4 separate regions of the Mus musculus genome follow, and all the other regions are linked to region 2. The links are chromatin contacts, called in public promoter capture Hi-C maps. All regions are on one chromosome and are shown on one strand. The core of a region is the stretch at or near the end of the contact, and the rest is flanking DNA. Distances in the headings are between cores, read along the strand shown. Region 1 holds the start of Map3k15 (mitogen-activated protein kinase kinase kinase 15). Region 2 holds the start of Cdkl5 (cyclin-dependent kinase-like 5). Region 3 holds the start of Map7d2 (MAP7 domain containing 2). Region 4 holds the start of Bclaf3 (Bclaf1 and Thrap3 family member 3).

Region 1 (4,537 bases), core at 1,962-4,461, 1.0 Mb before region 2:
TTGAAGAACTGGTGATATAACTAATTATACAACATAAAGGAGTACTGATTCATGCAACAACTTATTTGAATCCCAAGGTAATTATGGTGATTGGAAAACAATCCAAAAAGGTGACACACTGTATGATTCCCCTTAAATAACATTTTTAGAGACAGGGTCTCATTTAGTCCAGGTTGGCTGCAAACTCACTATGCTTGAGAGATAATCTCAAACTCTTGATATCCTTGGCTCTACTTCCCAAGGGCTAGAAAGTATGCATTAGCATGATTAGTTTATATAACACTCTTGAAATGACAAAATTACAGAAATGGAGATTAGTGGTAAGTAGTCAGGGGTAGTGAGGCCTGAGATGGCTGTGGCTGCCAAAGGATAACAGGATGCATCTTTGGGATGGAGCTGTTTTCTATCTTCATCACAGCCATGTCAATATCCTGGTTGGGATAATGTACTACTAGTGTAACAAGATGCTGTTATTGGGGAAAATGGGGTCAAAGAATACTAGGTAGTTCTATGTGATTTCCAATATTTACATATGAAGATGCAGTTATCTCAAAATCAAGCTTAATTTTAAGAAAGTCCTTTAGGCACACAAAATAGCAATGACAAACAGAGAATCTTTTAGAAGAAAATCGTCAAGGTGGAAAATGGTCTGAAAATTAGGTCCTAGAGAAATGGAAGGGACTGGTATCACCTGAAAAAAGGAGACTTCCTGGGGGCAGTACTCAGAAAACTGCCTGGCAGCAGAGGCGAGAGAAGATTACATTAAAATCCACAGAGAAAAGGTACAAAGGAGGAGAGTTCTTTTCCATATCCGGAAAAACTTTTGATGATACTTCTGCAATAGGACAAAGCGGTTTCCAGAACATGCCTTTTAGTGAGGAGCAAGGCACGATGGAGAAAAGAATACCTGTTCAACTAAACAGGCAAGACTAAGGCAGCATTTTGCAATTTTCTCCCCGGAGGGGCTAGAGGGAGCTGGAAGGACATTGGCCAATGAGGCCTGCTTCATGTGTACAAATTGCTGGAGACAATGGGCTAGTGGCTGTGTGTGCCAACTTCAGGGAAGGTGCTTGTTAGCTGGGTAAATGGTAGGTTCTTTTCTCGGCAGGGTTTGGATTTAGAGAAAGATGTTATTCAAGCCATAATTCCCAACTCCCGGGCTTTTCGCTCCAGCAGCCAGGCCCCAGAGAGCTCTGAGAGGAATTGGAGAAGATTGCTGCGAAGACAACAGACACCGGCAAAAGGGGTTTCAAATGTGTGACTTTGCCCTTTGAAAGGCTGTGCCAGTCACTGGAGTAATTTCAGATGAACAAGCACATTAGGAAAATTACTACTATTGTGCATTGCAAGGTTGCAAGGAACACATGTGTCCTTGTATAGCACCATACTAAAAAAAAAAAAAAATTCTTAGAACAGAACAGGTGTTGAAAGTTTTTCCAAGTCCTGCCTGAGTGTTCTCACACATTTCCTCAGAGACACAATGCCACCACTCATAATGTTCCTGATTTCTACTAAGGCTGGAACTAGGGAAGGATTTCTTGTAGCATTTCCATGGATATTTTCACTATCTTTTTATTTGGGGGGGGGGGGGGTTGAGCCATAGCACTGGTGAGGTGGAGCCAGGCAGGCTCTTTGGGCAGTCAGACCAGCCTACTTGGTGAGTTCCCGGCCAGAGAGAGAACCTGTCTCAAAGCCAAATTGGATGGTGTGGATGGCGCCTGCCATATACCACCCAGAGTCTTCTGGCCTCCACACGAATGCGTGCATGCACTTGCATGGACAAAACAAAACAATTAAAAAGTTGGCAAATGGCCTAGATAGATAATATTCCAAAGAAGTTACATGAATGAGACAGGAGTGTAGAACAAGATGCTGATCACCTTTAGCCAACAGGGAATTGCAACTCGAAATCAGAATGAGTTCTAGTACCCACTAGGAGCTGTAATGAAGAAAGAGACAGTCACAAGTGTTGCTGGGGTTATAGAGGAAATGGAACACTTCTACACTTCCATGGGAATGCGAAATGATGCAACCACTTTGGAAAGCAGTGAATTTCTTCAAAGGTTAAACATATCCTTCATGCAACCCAGACATTCTCCTCTTAGCACTGAATACAAAGCAAATGAAAACCCATTTTCACACTTTGATTCCATCCAGTATAGGAAATGTACAGACAAGGCAAATAGAGAGCCAGGGCTGATGGTTTGCTAAGGGCTGGTTATTTCAGAGGACGGAATAAAAAGTGATTTCTAAAAGGTAGTGGGGGTGCAGGTGGGGTGGGTAGTGGAGTGTTCAGGCATTCTAAAAGTTGTCGTGATGGACACAGAACTGGGACTACACTAAAGATCCAGCCAGCCATTTTGTTCTAGGTGGTTTGTAAATTATACCTAGAAGCAGCTGTTAAAAAGACAACTCCACCACCACATGACAACTTGTAGTGCATTTTATTGTTTAAATATAATGTAATGCTGGAGACTAAAATGGTGAGCTGCAGAGATGCAGTGGAGACCTCTTTGGAGCCTTAGTATTTCAGAGGTCAGGTAGGCAGCGCACTTTTACGGGAGTGTATTTCCCAGGCAAACAAATGTTGGCTTGCCAGCACCCTCCCCATACCTTGTCAAGGTCACTACCAAAGTCAAGACAAATAAGGCTGCAAGACAGGGCTCAGGGAGGTTATGTCCTGGACAGTGGCGAGTGCCAAATGAGGCATTGCTCATCCTCCTGATGTAGAGTTAAAGCTGCATGTGCACTTAGTTTGGAACTGATTATCAATATCCAATTAGTGCCTTGAAAGTCTACTGTGGTTGAAAGCTTCAACTTGTTTGGTGGGCAGGCGTGGGGGCGGGGAAAAATGATGAAAGAAAAAAAAAGAGGGGGAGGAAAGATAGAGAAAGGGAGGGAGGAAGGAATGAAGGAAGGAAGGAAGAAAGGGAGGAAGTCAGGGAGGGAGGAAAGAAGGAAAGAACGAAGGAAGGAAAAAAGGAAGGAAGCCAAGGAAACGAGTTTGTAACAGTAGTTCAAAGGAAGAACGAGGGGAGGACCCAAGGAGAGCCAAATCGAGCTGAGCCCTGCAATCCTCGCCTCGGCCGGCGTCCGGGCTGGGGGCGCTGCGCGGGGGAGCCGGCAGGGGGCGCCCTTGGCGTTGCTGCCCCGAGGCTCTCGGCAGCGCCCCCTCCGCCCGTCCTGACGTCGGAGCCCCCGCCTCTTTCTCGCGGGCTTTCAAAGGGCGCTCGGGGCAAGCCGGCCCTGAGCTCCGCTCCGCCGGCCGCCGGAGAACCCGTGGTCACCTGCCCGCCCCGGCCTCTGCGCCCGCCCCCTGCTCCGGCTCCCTGCGGCCGCCGTCCGTCCTCCGGTCCGCCCGTCCGTCATCCGCCTGTGCAGCAGGTGTCTCGGGGAAGAGCACCTGGGCTTCGAAGCCGCCAGCCCCGCGGGCCAGTCACATGGAGGGCGGCGGCGGCAGCGGCGGCGGCGGCGGGCCAGTCCCTGCCGAGGCTCCGGAGGAAGCCGGCGAGCCGCCCCAGGGCAGGCTGCCCCCGGGGCCCGAGGGCGCGGCGGGGCTGGCGGAGCCCGAGAGCACGGGGGACGCGGCGGGCGGCGAGGCCGAGGGCGGGCGCGGGCCACGCCGGGCTCTGCGGGCTGTCTACGTGCGCAGCGAAAGTTCGCAGGGGGCAGCCGCCGGCGGCGGCCCCGAGGCCGGGGCGCTCAAGTGCCTGCTTCGGGCTTGCGAAGCCGAGGGCGCCCACCTCACCTCCGTCCCCTTCGGGGAGCTCGACTTCGGGGAGACGGCCGTGCTCGATGCCTTCTACGATGCAGGTGAGGGCTGGGGCCACCCTTGGCTTCCCATGGCCTTCTCACAAGCCCTGCCACCCCTCCACTCTCTCCCCCTGGCTCTCTCCTCCAGTTCCCCCTCCATCCTGCCATCGGTGATGCTCAGGACCAATCTCTTACCTCCTGGACAGTGTAGAACAAGGAAGGAGCCCTTGGACAGATAAAGAGTGACCATAGGCACTTAGACCCATTTCATCATTTATTTTTCTTTTAATAATAGCCAACAACCCAAGAAACACACTATCGCCTAAGATGGCGGTTCTCCCCCCACAGGGGTCTCCTATCAGATAGTTACTTTGTAATTCATAACAAGTAAAATTATAGTTATAAAGTAGCAACGAAATAACCTTCTGCTTGGGGGGTCACCACAACAAGAGAAACTGTATTAAACCATTAGGAAGGTTGAGCGCCACCAACAAGATGTTGAGTCCGTCCTCCAGTTTGTTTTCTTCTGACATATATCCCTAATGCAGGCTGGTTATTATAGTCATCTGGGATAGCTGTTAAAACTAATTAACTTAAGACAGATCACTCATCTAATCCCAGGAAACAGAGGTGGGAGGATTGCAAATTCAAGGCCAGCCTCTGGGACATATGGAGTTTGGGGCCAGCCTAGGCTACAAAGTGAGACTCTCCCTCAAACAAACAAACAAATCCTATCTATTTTAGACCAATGACACCCAACGTGAGGCCTTCAGAGTGTTTTAAT
Region 2 (4,907 bases), core at 28-2,527:
CTGGAAGTGTTCCAGCAGATGTTACCTAAAACCCTAATCCTATATTCTATACATATTTATGCCTCTTTTTTCCAGTCAAATACTCTCAGACAAATTAATTTGTGTAATCTTTTATACTGCCTACATAACCATTACGTTCAAACAAGCCTAAATCAGATGCGCGGAAAGAAATTATTCTGTGTCAATACTTTCTAAAATCAGCTTAAATTTCAGCCAATTAAAAATAATTGTGTTAACAGAATACTGATCTGCAACTATTTAAATATCACAGCATCCTTCTAGTCTGTCTAGCCTGACTAAGGTCAGGCTTTTCTTATCCAAGCATCTGTGCCATGCCTAACTCAAGTGAAGCGAAAAATCAAAACCCCCAAGAAAGATCTGCTTTTACACTGAAATATGCCCAGGTTATTTTTTACCCCAACGTGGGCACAAAAGAAAAAGAAAGAAAGAAAAGAAAAGAAGAGAAGAGAACAGAAAAACGTGTCAGTGCGAGGACCTGTTCGTTCTGGCAGATGGTTCCAAACCCCAGGATTCAATTTCTATGAAGGTCCAAAGGGTAGGAAGATCTGAGAAGAGGTCAATTTCTGCTTCTCTGCCAGCACGCCAGCCGTGAACTTCACAGTAACGCCTGAAACTTGTCCTGTGGAAGGTGGCAGAAACCTGCGGGGCTGCAGGCGGGGCGCTCGCCCACCCTCCCGGGCAGCCAAGGTCAGAAGGACCAGGGCTGAGAGTCGTAGCTGCCGGCGGGTCCCGGGCTCTCTGGGAACTTGGGCGGGGGTTTCGGGGGGCCCTCCTCGGCGCTAGCGGAAAAGGGCTTTCCTTGCTGCAAGCCCGGAGAGCCCTGGCCACGGGGGCAGCGGGGTGGGGACACCGCAGACCTGCAGCAAAGGGGAGCCCCGCGGGGTCCGACCTCGACCTACCATACGTCTAGCACAGCCCCCTCTGTCTCTTGGCACCAAAAATTCCAGCCCCAGCCCTTCCGGGAAGACCCTAGAGACTCGTGGTGGATCGCCGAGGGAGACTCCAGCTTGGGACTCCCTCACCGTGTCTCCCGGTTGTGCAGGGACCTGCGCTGCTACCCCTTCTGTTACCCTCCTAAGTGGACCGACTGGGTTCCCTCTCTAAAGACAAGCTAGTGGACACACGGCCAACATGAGACGGCCTGACGGGCGGACGCAACTACTCACCCTGCCGAGTCCCCCACCTCTATCGGGGAAGCCTTCACTCTCGCGGCCGCCGTCACCGCTTTACCTTCCCTAGCGGCAGCGACAAGTAATCGAAACCTCCGGCCCCGCCCTCTCGCCGGAGCGAACGCGCAGCCTAATTTGATGATCGCACCGCCCCCGTCTGCCCATTTGGCCCAATCGGCAAACTCCTCTCATTCCGCTAGGTCCCGCCTTAGCCCCGCCTACCAATAGGCGCCAATGAAGAGAAAGCGCTCGTGCTCGAGTTCGGGCTCGCGCGCCCCGCCCACGCCGCTCGTTCTCGAGTCCCCCAAAATCCTAGAACCAGGATTTCTTGTTCTAGCCCTCTACTACACGAACGCGCTTATGCGCGCTCGCGATGCTCCTCCTGGGGCACCAGGTTTGGTTGCCCTGCCAGGCCCTAGCAACCTGGGCTGCTAGGCTGGGAGGGGCGGGGCTCAGGCTGCGAGCTTACGTGGGGAGGGGGAAATGAGGGAGGAATAGGATAAGGGGAGGGAGAGATCGTGACTGAGAGAGGGGTGGATGCGGGGGTTGAGGGGGGTGAGGAGGCCCGGGAATCCACCTGTCACTGCGGTAGAAAAAAAAGGGGAAATCCTGCCTGCAGCGCAGCTATCCTAGCCTCCCTCTCTGGGGACCAGTGAGCGGAGTGGGTGGAGGGCGGGGACCACATTTCGGGCGGGAGCCCGGGCACTACTTGAAAATAAAGGACGAAGGATGGCTCATCTCGGTCGTAGGTTTTTTTTTTTTTTAATATTGAAGTCCATTGCTGCTCCTAACTGTTGCAGCTGTGCGTGCACGCGCGCGCAAACACATTCATATTCACGTTCATCTCGCAGCCTGCGATTCCCTGGGGTGACTTAAGAGCAAAGAACTGGCAGCCCGAGGATTCCTTACACAGCAGCTGGACGCGTGCAAACCGTGGCGGCCGGGGCTGCAGCAGCAAACCACAACTCTACTCCAGTCCGACGCTGCTCTGCTTTACACGATTCCCCAGCTGGTTAAAAAAAAAAAAAAAACCAACAATGAAGTCATCGCCGCACCAGTAGAAATAAAAAGATCTTAAGTCCCACCGCGAATCGAGTTTCCAATGAGGATGACTAGTGGTTAAGATAGAGATAGTTCCAGTGCACTTTTTTTAACTAAGAAAAAAATCTTTTATGAAAGACCTTGCAGACAAATCTATGAAAAGCTGCATGATTTCCACCTTAAAAAAGAAAGCAGAGAGAAAGAAAAGGTTTTTTTTTTTTTTCCGGGTTTGGGGGCAGAAAATAGGCAGTGCATGACATCGAAGATGCCACCAAGTCAGAAATTAATTTTTTTGTAATAGAAAATAGATATCTTGGATAAAATCCATTTAATCTACTCCTGTCTTCAATCTGGTAGCTATACAATTGGTTTGTCTACTTGAAACCAAGCTAACAAGATTATTCTTTTTCATAACGTGGTGAATATTTCATAGTCAATTGAAGGCACCCACTTTCTCAGGAAGCATATTAGAAAATTTTCCAGGTAGGAGCAGGGAATTAACAGTGAGGGAAAATGGAGTCAGGCTTTGCAGAGGCTCCTGCCTCCTCCAGTTGCAAAATCACAGTGCTGTGACCTCATGCTTCACCCACGTGGAGCCAGAATTCCTGGGACAATCGCTGCTTTATCACCCCCTGTCAGTGCCTTTGTACTAGAAATTTCAGCCGCATTGCCTTGGAGTCAAAGGAAGGATGGTTTATCTGAACACTCTGAGAAGAAGGTAAGGAAAAAACCGTAACAGAATGGCCACAGATGTAAGTTCAATGTCGTTTTAAGTAGCTGTATTAGATGTTTTCCAAGGAGCCATACCATGGACAAGCACAGCCTTTCACTGAAGGACATTTGCTTTGCTCTGGTTTTTAGTACTGGTTTATTGGAGCCACATCCAGTTCAGTTAATTCCCTTTTTGAGAGAAGATAAGACATTCTAAGTGTTTTAAAGAAATACCATGCTGTCATTTACCTGAGGTCCTTTCTTCTGTAAAAAGAGCACTAATAGTTCCCTGCAAATGCCTACTCCATAGCAATTCTACAGATATTTAGGGCTGACAGAGAAAGCACAGGCTGCCTCCATAAATTTGAGTTTTACATAAACAAATAATAGCTTGTAATACATGTGTCCTATCCAAATACATTCAGGACAAAGCTAGAAGACTGATTAAGTCTTTTAATCACTGTCTAAAAAGAATTTCATGAACCGCCCTTTTGGGCAAACTAAATAAATCTGTAGTGTTTGTAGAAAGAGATACACATACTGAAAAATGAGTAGCTATTTATGTGAAATTCACATTTAACTGGGGGTCTTCTGCTTTTATTTGCCTCTTTGCACAACCTGATACTGTTACACACATTATCTCTAATCCTCACATGTCTCAGCAAGAGTCTCACCACTTCCAGATGGAGAACCAGCCTCAGAGCCTCCTTCTCTCCTAATGGAACCCCCCACTGTTTTCAGATATCCAGGCCCTTCACACATCAAGAGGCTGAATCTAATTTAGTCTCAGTCGATCCTATGTGGCTTGATTAGACTAAAAGAAAAAACTTAGCATTCCATGGTTTGAAAGAAAGATATCCCCCCCCCACACACACACACACCTTCTGGATGAACAAGGAAGTTAAATACCCCAAATGCCACAGACAGCCACTTTGTAACTGAGAAGAAAGCCAGCCTTAAGTCAAAGCCTACCTACTAACTAAAAATTTTAAAAAACAGAAAGGGAAAATAAAAAGTAGGTTCTTGAAAACCATCTGGATCTTAACTTCATGATACAACCTGGGTTCTTGACAAGGCAGAAGAATCAACCTGATGAATGAATTGCTAATACTTGGAGGCAGACAGGAGCATCAGTAATTGTTTTGCCCTGTTCAGAGTTCAAATCAAGCCAAATCTTACATGACTTCATTCAAAGTTTATGACACATAAAAACAAACAACAACAACAAAAAAAGAAGATGAATAAATAAACAATTAGGATGCGGTGGCACAACTTTGCAACACCAGCACACGAAAGGCAGAAGTAGGAGGATCACAACAATTTCAAGGCCACACACATTTACACAGCAAGGTCCAGGCCAGCCATGGCTACCTAATGACGCTTTGTCAACAAACAAAGCAAGAACTAACAATAAAGTTTATGCTATTTGAGGAAATGTTATTTTACAAATTCAAGTTCAGTGCCTTACTCTTCAGGCCCTGAGTTTAGGCACAAATAGTGTCGAAGGAACATGAGTGTCTTCCTTAGCACACTGCTGCTCTTCTGCACATTTAACATATCTTGAACTGTGGTCATGTCTTCAAAAAAATAAAAAATAAACCAAGAAGTGACTTTCCTCTGAGAAGCTCAAGTCTACGATTTGGGAGTGTGCCCTATTCTTTCTCTGTTTCTATTAAAGTCTGTGTTTAAATTCACCTTTCGAATCTCCTTTTGGGGCTGGGAAGGTGTCTCAGTAGGTAAGGTGCTAGCTGCTCAAGCATGGGGGGCTGAGTTTACTTCCCAGGGCCTACATGAAAAGCCAAGCCTCTTGACAAAGGTTTGCATAAGGGTTTGTAATCCAGGGCTGGAGAGGCAGCAGCAATCCCTGGATCTTTGGGTTCATTGGCCAGTCAGCCTAACCTAATTAGCAAGTTCCAGACTCAAATAATAGTACATATGTCCTGATTAACAATACCTGTGGCCACT
Region 3 (5,042 bases), core at 1,473-3,972, 1.6 Mb before region 2:
AATGAGGTACTGAGAATATAACCAATCAGATGTGAGACATGCAAATGAGGTATGTTAATGAGGTTCTGTGAGGTACTGAGAGAGAGTAGCCAATCAGATGAGGAACATGCAAATGAGGCATAGTGCATAACCAATCCGGGTGTGAGACACACCTCTCCTAGGCCTATATAAGCAGCACCAGTTCTGGGCTTGCAGCGTCTTTCTTGCTGGTCGAGTCGGGCGCGTGCAAGATTTGGGGTTCCCACTAGGTATCCCTGACTGGCCTGGAATTCACTGTGTAGAACAGGGTGGCCTTGAACTCACAGAACTTCACCTTCCTTTGCCTCTTTATTGATGGGATTTAATCATAATCCACCAGGCCTGTCCACCATGGTTGTTTTTATTGTTTTCTCTCTTAGGAATCAACCCTGGGGCCTATACACATCACACATGCAGGTAAGCAGTCTACTACTGAGTTATACCTCTCGCCCCTTCAGTATGTTTTTGAAACCATAATAAATGTTCATGGCTAGAGAAAAGGAAATAATATCTCATAATCTTCTTTGACCCCCTACTCCAGAGGCAAGAGCCAAGCTTGGTGGCTCACAACTATAAATCCAGAATTTCAAAGCCAAAGTGAGGAGGATTCCAAATCAGCCTAGGAAATACTGCGCAATCTAGAACAACCCTACAATTACCCAGTGTCAAAAACAAAACAAAACAAAAACTAACAAAAGAATTGATAAACGGGATCAAAGGAAATCACAAAGCTCTTTACAGCAGGATTTGTTAAGGGAAAAATAAGTCGGGTTTCACATGCACAGGGAGAGCTTGGTAAAGTGTGTGACCGGTACAATTTGTGCTTGATGAGACCCCAGGGAGGTGGGAGATCCGCAAACAAAATTACTTAGCTATTACATATCACTCCAGTCAGAGCAAATATCAAGAAAGAAAGATGAAATGGCGAGGACATGGGGACCAATATCCTTTACACATCACAGGTAGGAGTGTTAATAAGAGACTACACTCCAAATGTTAGCAACAAGGGTCTTCTAAAGCTAAAAGTACAACTACCATACGACCCAGCTATACCACTGCTAGGTATGTACCCACAGGATCAAAGTGGGCATGCAATAAAGTTACTTGAACACTTATGTTTACTGTGGCACTTATATTTACTGTGAGTTATTTATAATAACTCGTAGAATAAATGGTTATAAAAAAGATGGTATAAATACATAATTGAGTCTAATTCAGCCATAAAGAAGAAAAATTAGGTTATTTGTTGGAAAATGTATGAAAATGGAGATCGTGTTGAGCAAAGTAAGTCAGACTCAGAAAGAAAAAAAAATGTAGCCAAGCATAGTAGTGAAGGCCTTGAATCTCAGAATTCAGGAGGCTGGAGCAGAAGGTCTCTTTTACATAGTGAGTTCAAGGCCAGCCTAGGCTACATGGGATCATTTCCTCTTCATCCCTAAAACAAACAAACAAACAAATAAACAAAAAGACAAATCTAAGTCCAGCATGGTTCTTTATTTTTCTAATTCTAGCACTCTGGAGGCTGGGGCATCAGACTTGATTGCCTCCAGAGCTTGAGAGCTATCAATCTAATTTCATACCAGCCTAAGCTACAGAATGAGACTGCACAAATCAAAACGAACATAGGACACGCAGAATCTACATTTTAAAATTGTATTTAAAGCTCACACGTATATGATGGGGAAATAGAAAGGAGATTTTTAGGGAAGAGGAAAGGGTCTGGCGAGAGAGAGGAGAGGACAAAAGAGGGTGATGAGAGTGACAATATGATCAAAGGGCAGGATAAGGTTGGCTGTGGTAACTCATGCCTGTAATCCCAAGACTTGAGAGACTGAGACAGGATGGTTGTCATGAGTTAGAGGCCAGACCAGGCCTGGGATGTACTATAAGGCCCTGTCTCAAAATCACTCCCCACTAGCTCTGCAGTGGTGGCACATGCCTTTAATCCCAGCATTCAGGAGCCACAGCCAGGAGATCTCTGAGTTCGAGGCCAGCCTGTTCTACAGAGTGAGTTCCAGGACCTCCAGGGCTACACAGAGAAACCCTGTCTTGAAAAACAAAACATAAAACAGACAAAACAAAACAAACACCAGAAAAATTGTCACTACCACCCTCTTGAAGCACATAACAGACATATGAAAATGGATGATGAAATGCATTATTTTATAGGATGAATATTTGGCAAATATATAAAGAAAGAAAGAAATGAACTGAAACCTCATTGCGGTAAAATGGATCCTATGGCCCTATGGCATCTGCACATGCATGTGGCACTGGCCCATGTGGTGACAACCAGAAAACCTAGCTATGAACGGGCACTAGGAGCTGCAGGGCTGTTTTTGTGCAGAGAGACAGTGTGAACACGTGCGCGCGCGTCAGATGTGTGCAAGGTGTGTGAGAAACTTTAAGTGGATGTGTGCACGAGTGTGTGGAAGCGTGTTTAAACCGAGTGTGCAAAGAAGCCTTTTGTAAACTCTTAAGAAGAAGCGCGCCAGGTGTGGTGTGTGCGGACACTGGGGATGCTGAGCCGTGAGGACTTGTGGAGCGGACACTGCGCGCGCACGTTCGGCGCCCCGGGTGCGCCTTTCACAGCAGCCCGAGGGGCTGCGAGCCGGGAGCGCGGAGCCCGTGCGGTCCCTTGGCGCGCGCACGCCTGCGCCGGCTGAGCAGTGACGCACCGGCGAGTGCGGGAGGGTCCGGTGCGGCGAGCCCGGGCAGAGGGAGGCCGGCGCGCAAGGTGGGAGGCCGCGTGCGCATGCGGACCCGCGCGGGGCCGGTGCGACACAGCGGGCGGGCCAGACAGTGCGCCTGTGCAGCCCGCGCATCCCGATGGAGCGCAGCGGTGGGAACGGCGGCGGCGGCGGTGGCGGCGGCGGCGGCGGCGGCGGGTACGGCGGCAGCGGTGGCGGTGGCGGAGGAGCCGGAGTCCCCTCGGAAGGGGCTGCCAAGGGCTTGTCGCTGCTGCTGGCCAAGTCCGCGGAAGCGGCCTCCGGGAGAGCCTCCCAGTCCACCCCGCGGTCCGCAGGTAAGGGCCGGGGAGCACTGGGCAGGCCGCGCTGAGGACCCCCGGGGGGGGCGGGGCGGCCAAGGGCTGTCGCCCGGTCGCCCTTTCCGGGGGCCTAGGTCAACCTGCCCTGGGGGACTTCAGGCTGCGTCTCTCTTTCGGCAGGTGGCGGGGTCCCCTCGGGCTTGGCGTGTTTGCGTGGGCGAGTTTGTGGGGGGTGGCTGGAGAGCGGAGGAGCGGGTATCCTTGGCCACGGCTGTCCCCGAGGTATGGCTCGGCACCGGAGGAGGGGGTTCCGGGATGGCGACCCTGTGGGTGCGGGGGCCCGCTGAGGTGTTTGGACTACAGGGATTGCGGCTGGCTCGCTGCCTCGCTGGCTCCCACCCTCCATCCTAAGGCGCGCAGACGGGGAAGCCACAGCCAGCCACCAAGGTGGCCCAGCTTTGCGGTTTACTTGGCCTCTCGGGGTTGGGAAAATAATGTCGCATCGCCCGCGGGGGCAGCGACGGTTCATAAAGGGAGCAGGGCCACACGCGACTGCTGAGACGACGACCCCTCCCCCCCCCTGAAGTCGCTGAGGTAGTGGTTTCCCTACTGGGGCGTCTGGCCCCTGCCGCTGCCCTTTCTGGTACGTGACTGCGTGGCGATTGAGTGTTCTAGCCCACGGGACTGCAGCTGAGAGCTGTCGCCAAGGGGTGTGGGGATGTGGGTCCCTGTTCCTTCTGCCCAAGGGGACGGAACATGGTGAGGACGCTGGGAAGAACGTGATAAGCGCCTGCGTCTTCTGGTTCTGGGGCTAACCTTCTGTGTACTTGCAGGTGGTGCGGAGGTATACGCAGTGAGGAAAAGCATTTCATTCCAATTTTCCTGGCGACATTTTTTTTAAATGTTAATAATGAGAACTAATTCTATATTCCATCTTTCATTGCAGTTTAACATTCGAACGAAAAGAAAAAAATAAACCCTCACACAATTTGTAGAATTTGGGAATTATCGCATCGTGGAGTATTTCCTATATGGTGGAGGGGGAAAGAGGAAGGACATCAACTGAACGGGCGTGTGGGTTGTTTATGTGTTTCTTCGTTTTGAGACAGGATCTGGCTCTTTACCTTACGTTGATCTGGATTCCCGTGAGCCTTCAAGTCAGCATGACCAGCTTGAAGATGCTGCCTTAGTCACTTGAACAGTTCTTTTTGTTGGGATAGAGGGGACTATCTTACTGATCTGTCTGTTGCATCATTCATAGAAGGGAAAGGAAGGCTAAATTGATTTCTAGTTTGTGTTCTCGTGTGTTATTAAATGCACAACTTAGTAAGACATTACAGGATAGTGATAATACCTGCCCTTTAAGTCTAGACTTATATTTTCATTCCTTTTGCTTGAGAAAGGCCATATCTGATAAGAACCCAGAACCCACACATCGGAGTCTGCTCTCTGTGGTAAAGGGGATTCCATGCAGTAAAACATTAGATGTTTTTTGAGTTTACATTTTTGTTTGGTGGGGATTTGAAATAATAGATTATTTTGATGTTTCTTGTGGTAGAGAAAGGGCTGTATTGTCGGATGTCCAGTTTATCTGGGATTTTAATTAACTTGAAGGAATTTAGGGGGCAGTTCTTTTTCCTATTGCTCAGTTGCAATGTGGACACTAGTTTTATTTTGGAATTCCTAAAATAATTCTAGGTTTTAAATATATAGCCTGTTATAACCATTTAGAGGTCATTCTTAATAGTTGTGTGAAAGAAAACGGATTTTTTTAAACTTTATTTCAACAGGGATGGGATGGAGACAGGTTTATGTGATGCTATATAACCCATATTGGGCATGAATTCATGTTCCCGTTTCCCATCACCAGCATTTCTGACTAAAGTTTTGTTTTTCTTCTGTGTGTATACTTGTGAGTTGCAGTTTCCTGTGGCTGTGTGGGGATGAGCTTGTAGAGTTCACAGGTTCAATTTAGGTCTCATTCCTCAGGCACTTTCCATTTGGTTTTTTTGAAGCTAAGTCTCTGACTGGCTTA
Region 4 (4,643 bases), core at 506-3,005, 1.5 Mb before region 2:
AAATGTGTTTGTCATGATCTGTCAACCTGACTAGATTGAGATGCCTAGTGACACACTTCTGGGTGTATCTGTGGGGGTGTTGTCAGAGATGATTGACATGCAGGAGAGCAATTGAGGGGGAATGTAGCTGTTCTGAATGTGGGTGGCAACATCCCAATAGGCCTGGGGCTCCAAAGGAAAAAAGGTGGAGAAATGAAGATTCCTAGCCAGCGTGTGCAAGCTTTATACTTCTTCAGCAGATACGTCTAATGGCCACGGCATGTTCTGTGGCCACCAGATTCCAGAGTCTTTAGCGTCTCAACACTAACTCACACAGAGACTCTCTAAGAAGCTTGTAGGCAATTACAGATGCCACTTCTTCTGAGACTTCCAGCTTTCTTGGACTGCATAGCTAACGTAGTTTTGCTTCTTCCGGGGGCCAATAGTCATTGTTTGGATTATCCAGGATCGAATGTGGGTCCTACTCTAACAAATCCTTCTTTTGCAGTTGTGTATGTGTTTGTGTGTGTTATGAGAGCTTCTTGCTAGCATGCTTGCACACCGAGTGCACGGTCCTGGGTTCCCTCTAGATACAGCAGGCAGAGAGTGATAAATGGGGGTGGGGGGGTGGCGATCCTAGGGAGATAGATTTATTACTATAGTGCTTGCTTTGCAAGGATCAGGACCTGAGTCAGAGCCCTAGACCTTGTGTAAAAAGAGACAGGCATGGTGGCACATGCTTGGAACTCCAGTAGTGGGGAGGCAGAGCTAGGCAGATTCCTGGGACTTGCTAGCCAGCCAGCTTAGCCTACTTGGAACGTTCCAGGCCAGTGAGAAACCCTGTCACCCTAAACAAAGGTGGACAATCCTTCTCAAGGAATGACACCTGAGGTTGCCCTTTGACCTCCCCCCACACCCCACACAGGGGAAGTATACATGGACATACAAACAGAGCACTATAGGCACAAAAGAGGAGGAAAATGAGGGTAGAGAGAAAGGAGAAAGAGAAGAAAATAAGAAAATATAAAAGAGAGGAGAGCAGAGAGGGGTTGGTATTTATTGGGACCATTAACCCATTTGGAAAGCTCAGAAGGTCCCGTTTTCCAAGCAGACCCTTCATTTGAGGCTATGGGAAATGGTGAAAAGTTGGATGATTGGTTGCAAATTAAATAGGTGGGGACAGAGGTCAAGGAGAAGCAGGCTCAGATATATAGATGGGCCACATAAAGAGCTAGACGCTAGCCGGGCAGTGGTGGCGCATGCCTTTAATCCCAGCACTCGGGAGGCAGAGGCAGGCAGATTTCTGAGTTTGAGGCCAGCCTGGTCTACAAAGTGAGTTCCAGGACAGCCAGGACTATACAGAGAAACCCTGTCTCGAAAACCAAAAAAAAAAAAAAACAAAAACAAAAACAAAAAAAAACCTTGGCCGATACCTCTGCCTCTATCTGCGGATACTGCACACAAGGCAGGAAGATCAAGGGAACCAAGTTGAGGGCTGACTTCTAGGCCGCGATCCTCAACTCCAGAGTCCCAGACTTGCACCACCTGGGGTGCTTCTCTTCCTTCTAGCCAGATCAACTCGCGAGCGCACTTTAGTCTCTCAGGGAACCGTGGGAGAGCGCAGCCAGCAGAGGGCGCTAGAGAGCCCGCGGGCGCCGTCTGGGCGGGGCTGGACCCGAGCTTCTCCTCCTTGAAGGCAAGTTTGGGCGGGAGGCGGACACTGTGGGCGGGGCCAGAGGGGGTTGGGACCAGACCATTCCGGAAGGAAGTGGTTCCGGGTCCCGGCCCGCGGGGAGAGCTGGGTGCTGGTTGGAGCAGGAGGCGGGAGCTGCGCGACGGGCGAGGCGGTGAGGGAGCAGCAACAGCGGCGGCGGCTGTAGCGGCGGAGGCTTCGGCGACGGCGACAGCGACAGCGACGGGCTCTGGTGACGACTTCTCTGAGGGGTGAGCGGTCCGGGGAGTGGGCAGAGTGAGGAAGCCCGAGCCTGGGAAGGAGGGAGGGTGTGTCCTTCGCCCACGAGTGGCGGTTCTCACGGTGGCGGGCGGGAACGGGACTGCGGGCGGACTTGGCTTCTCCGGGGACCTCATCCCTTCTCCGGTTCACGCTGGGGCCAGCGCCTTCCCTAAGCGGCTGCCGCCCCTCGAGGCTCAGGCTCCCTTGGCGCGCCCGCTTGGCTCTCTGCCCTGAGGGGGGGTGGGTTCTGAGGCTGTCCCCGCCGGTGCTATTCCTGAGCCGCCGCCAGCTCGGGCACCTGCCCGCCCCCCCCCCCAACCCCCAGGTCTGCCCGCCCACGGCGGCGGGCAGGTGGCGGCGCCAGGCTCCTGCCGCGTGGGTCCCCGGGGACCAGGGAGGGGGCGGTGCCGGGAGGCTGAAGCCCGAGGACGCGGAGCCCTCCGGAGCGGAGCGATGCTCCCGGCTTTGTCCGCCAAAGATGCTCTGGCCTCGGGAGCCGCATCCTCCGCGGACAAGGTCAAAGGCTAGTTAGCTAGCGCAGACCTCCCTGGGAGGAATTCAGTCAACTGGGCCACCGGTCAGGACCGCCCTAGAGAAACTTAGCCCTCGAAATATGCTTTTTTTTTTTTGTTTGTTTTGTTTTTTTTTTTTTTTTTGAGTTACACCTTGAGTGACTGCTTCTCTGGAACACATTCCAAACGGCCAGGAGAAAATAGGGCCCTCGAGGCTTCCGGTCAGGCTACCTTTTTAACTTTTCTTTTCTTTTATAAGCCTGGAAAGAAAAGCTAGGCCCTTCCCCATGGCAAGCAAGCACTCCACCGTAGAGCTATGTACCTTTTGAGATAGAGTCTCACTCAACACAGGATGCTGTTTAACTCATTCTATTGGTCAGGCTGGGCAGTCCTCGAACTTTGTACCCACTCTCCATCCTGAGTAGATTATAGGCCTGCGTGGCCAGGCCTGGCATATTTAAACTTTTCTTTTTCCCTAGATGTGAACAGGTCCAAAACTTTAAAAGGCTTGTTTGTTCATTTATGTTGAGGCTTTCTTTTTTTCTTCCTTTTTTTTAAAAAAAGGGAGTCTTTAAAGAAAGGATGGTCTTGAACTCACAGTGTAGCCAAGGATAGCCTTGAGTTTCTGACTCCCGGTCTCTGGCCCCTAAATGCCAGGGTTGCAGGTGCATGCCAGTCATGTTTGTTTTATTTTCCTCGGTTATTGATAGCAGTTCAGCTTCCCAGTTACTCCGTGTTCTAAAAAAAATAAAACAAGTTAGTAAGGGTTTTTCTAAGTGAACAAAGTTTGAAGTTATGACTTACTTGAATTATATCTGATTACCTTGTCCAAATCACTTAACTTTTTCTAAGGTATTTCCTCAGCAATGAACAAGGGATTATAATGTGTGTCTTACCTTTTAGGGTCATATGAGACATTTATGAAAGTATATTTCACATACTTTGTCTTACTTACTGCAGGTTTTACTTTCTTGTAAAAATTTCAGAGCACAGAAGCATTTTTTTTTTGTTTTTTTGAGACAGGGTTTCTCTGTGTAGCCCTGGCTGTCCTGGAACTCACTCTGTAGACCAGGCTGGCCTCGAACTCAGAAATCCACCTGCCTCTGCCTGTGCCTCCCTTGTGCTGGGATTAAAGGCATGGGCCACCAACACCCGGCGCACAGAAGCATCTTGAAGCACAAAAATTTTAAATGTAAACTTTTGGAGCTGGGGAAAATGGCCCAGTCAGTAATACTTGCTGTGGAATCATGAGAACTGGGGTTAAGATCCCTTGTACCTGAATAAAAAGCCAGCAGCAAAGTATTTATCTCTAATTCCAGCTCTCAAGAAACAGACAGGAGAGTTTCTGAGGCTGGCTAACCATTCAGATAAGCTGAAATGGTGAACTTCAGGTGGTATAAAAGATTCCTGTCTTAAAAAAAAGTTACGTAGAGAGCTACTGAAAAAGATCTATTTCTCTGCTCTTCTTGGGCATACACACACACACACACACACACACACACACACACACACACACAAGGACATACATATTTCTAAAAGGTCTAGTTTTTGAAATCTATTCTGGGGCTAGGTATGGAATAGCATTGGTAGAGTACTTGTCTAGCATGTTTGAAGCCATGATTTGTATTGCCAGAACTCAAAAGGTAAAGACAAAAAGATTGCAAAATCATGTGTGAGGTGTGTGTTTCTTGCAGTGCTGTGAATTGAGCTCAGGATTTCCTACATGCCAGGTAATCACTTTGTACCAGTTTAGCTGTATCACTAGCCCTCAGTTTTTTTGTTTTTTGTTTTAGTTTTTTGTCAAGCAGGATGCCACTGCTTAGCTCATGTTTGCCTCAGGCTCTTGAGTGTTTGGATTACAGGTATGTGGGACAAAGTTTGGTTGAGAAGCAGAAGTTTGAGGCCAGTCTAGGCACTATTAAGACCTTGATTTAATTTTTTTTTCAAGACAGGCTTTTTCTGTGTAGTTCTGGTTATCCTGGAACTCACTCTGTAGACCAGGTTAGCCTCGAACTCAGAAATCCACCTGTCTCTAAGACCCTGTTTTAATAGGTGTAGTGGGCCATGCCTTTAATTCCAGCACTAAGGAATAGACATAGGCAGATAGATCTCTCTGTGAGATTGAGGCCATCCTGATCTACATAGTGAGCTCCAGAGCTATAGAGTGAGACCCTGTCTTGAAATAACAACAGCAAAAC

What was found. Promoter capture Hi-C pulls out the DNA fragments that hold promoters and counts their contacts. Capture Hi-C pulls out chosen DNA fragments and counts their contacts.
Region 1: a promoter capture Hi-C map of the SN4741 cell line shows a contact between it and region 2, with 5 times the contacts expected there. The contact joins the promoter of Map3k15 here to the promoter of Cdkl5 in region 2. A contact is called at or near these places in 4 of 39 promoter capture datasets (the SN4741 cell line, cranial neural crest, liver and 1 more), 1 of 15 datasets of contacts at CTCF or cohesin (embryonic stem cells) and 1 of 115 datasets of contacts at active chromatin or transcription factors (embryonic stem cells).
Region 3: a promoter capture Hi-C map of pre-B cells shows a contact between it and region 2. The contact joins the promoter of Map7d2 here to the promoter of Cdkl5 in region 2. A contact is called at or near these places in 2 of 39 promoter capture datasets (cranial neural crest and pre-B cells).
Region 4: a promoter capture Hi-C map of liver shows a contact between it and region 2, with 3 times the contacts expected there. The contact joins the promoter of Bclaf3 here to the promoter of Cdkl5 in region 2. A contact is called at or near these places in 2 of 39 promoter capture datasets (hippocampal neurons and pre-B cells), 1 of 115 datasets of contacts at active chromatin or transcription factors (astrocytes) and 2 of 9 other capture datasets (adipose tissue and liver).

The regions. Positions count from the first base shown.
Region 1 is chrX:159,984,993-159,989,529 of GRCm38.p6, forward strand. Map3k15 (mitogen-activated protein kinase kinase kinase 15) reads left to right here and starts at 3,212. Exons shown (of 29, transcript NM_001163085.4): 1 at 3,212-3,813. The coding sequence starts at 3,441.
Region 2 is chrX:160,993,404-160,998,310 of GRCm38.p6, forward strand. Cdkl5 (cyclin-dependent kinase-like 5) reads right to left here and starts at 1,278. Exons shown (of 19, transcript NM_001024624.2): 1 at 1,188-1,278.
Region 3 is chrX:159,411,850-159,416,891 of GRCm38.p6, forward strand. It overlaps Map7d2 (MAP7 domain containing 2), which reads left to right and starts at 2,723. Exons shown (of 17, transcript NM_001081124.2): 1 at 2,723-3,043. The coding sequence starts at 2,848.
Region 4 is chrX:159,530,913-159,535,555 of GRCm38.p6, forward strand. It overlaps Bclaf3 (Bclaf1 and Thrap3 family member 3), which reads left to right and starts at 1,756. Exons shown (of 12, transcript NM_001033472.2): 1 at 1,756-1,923.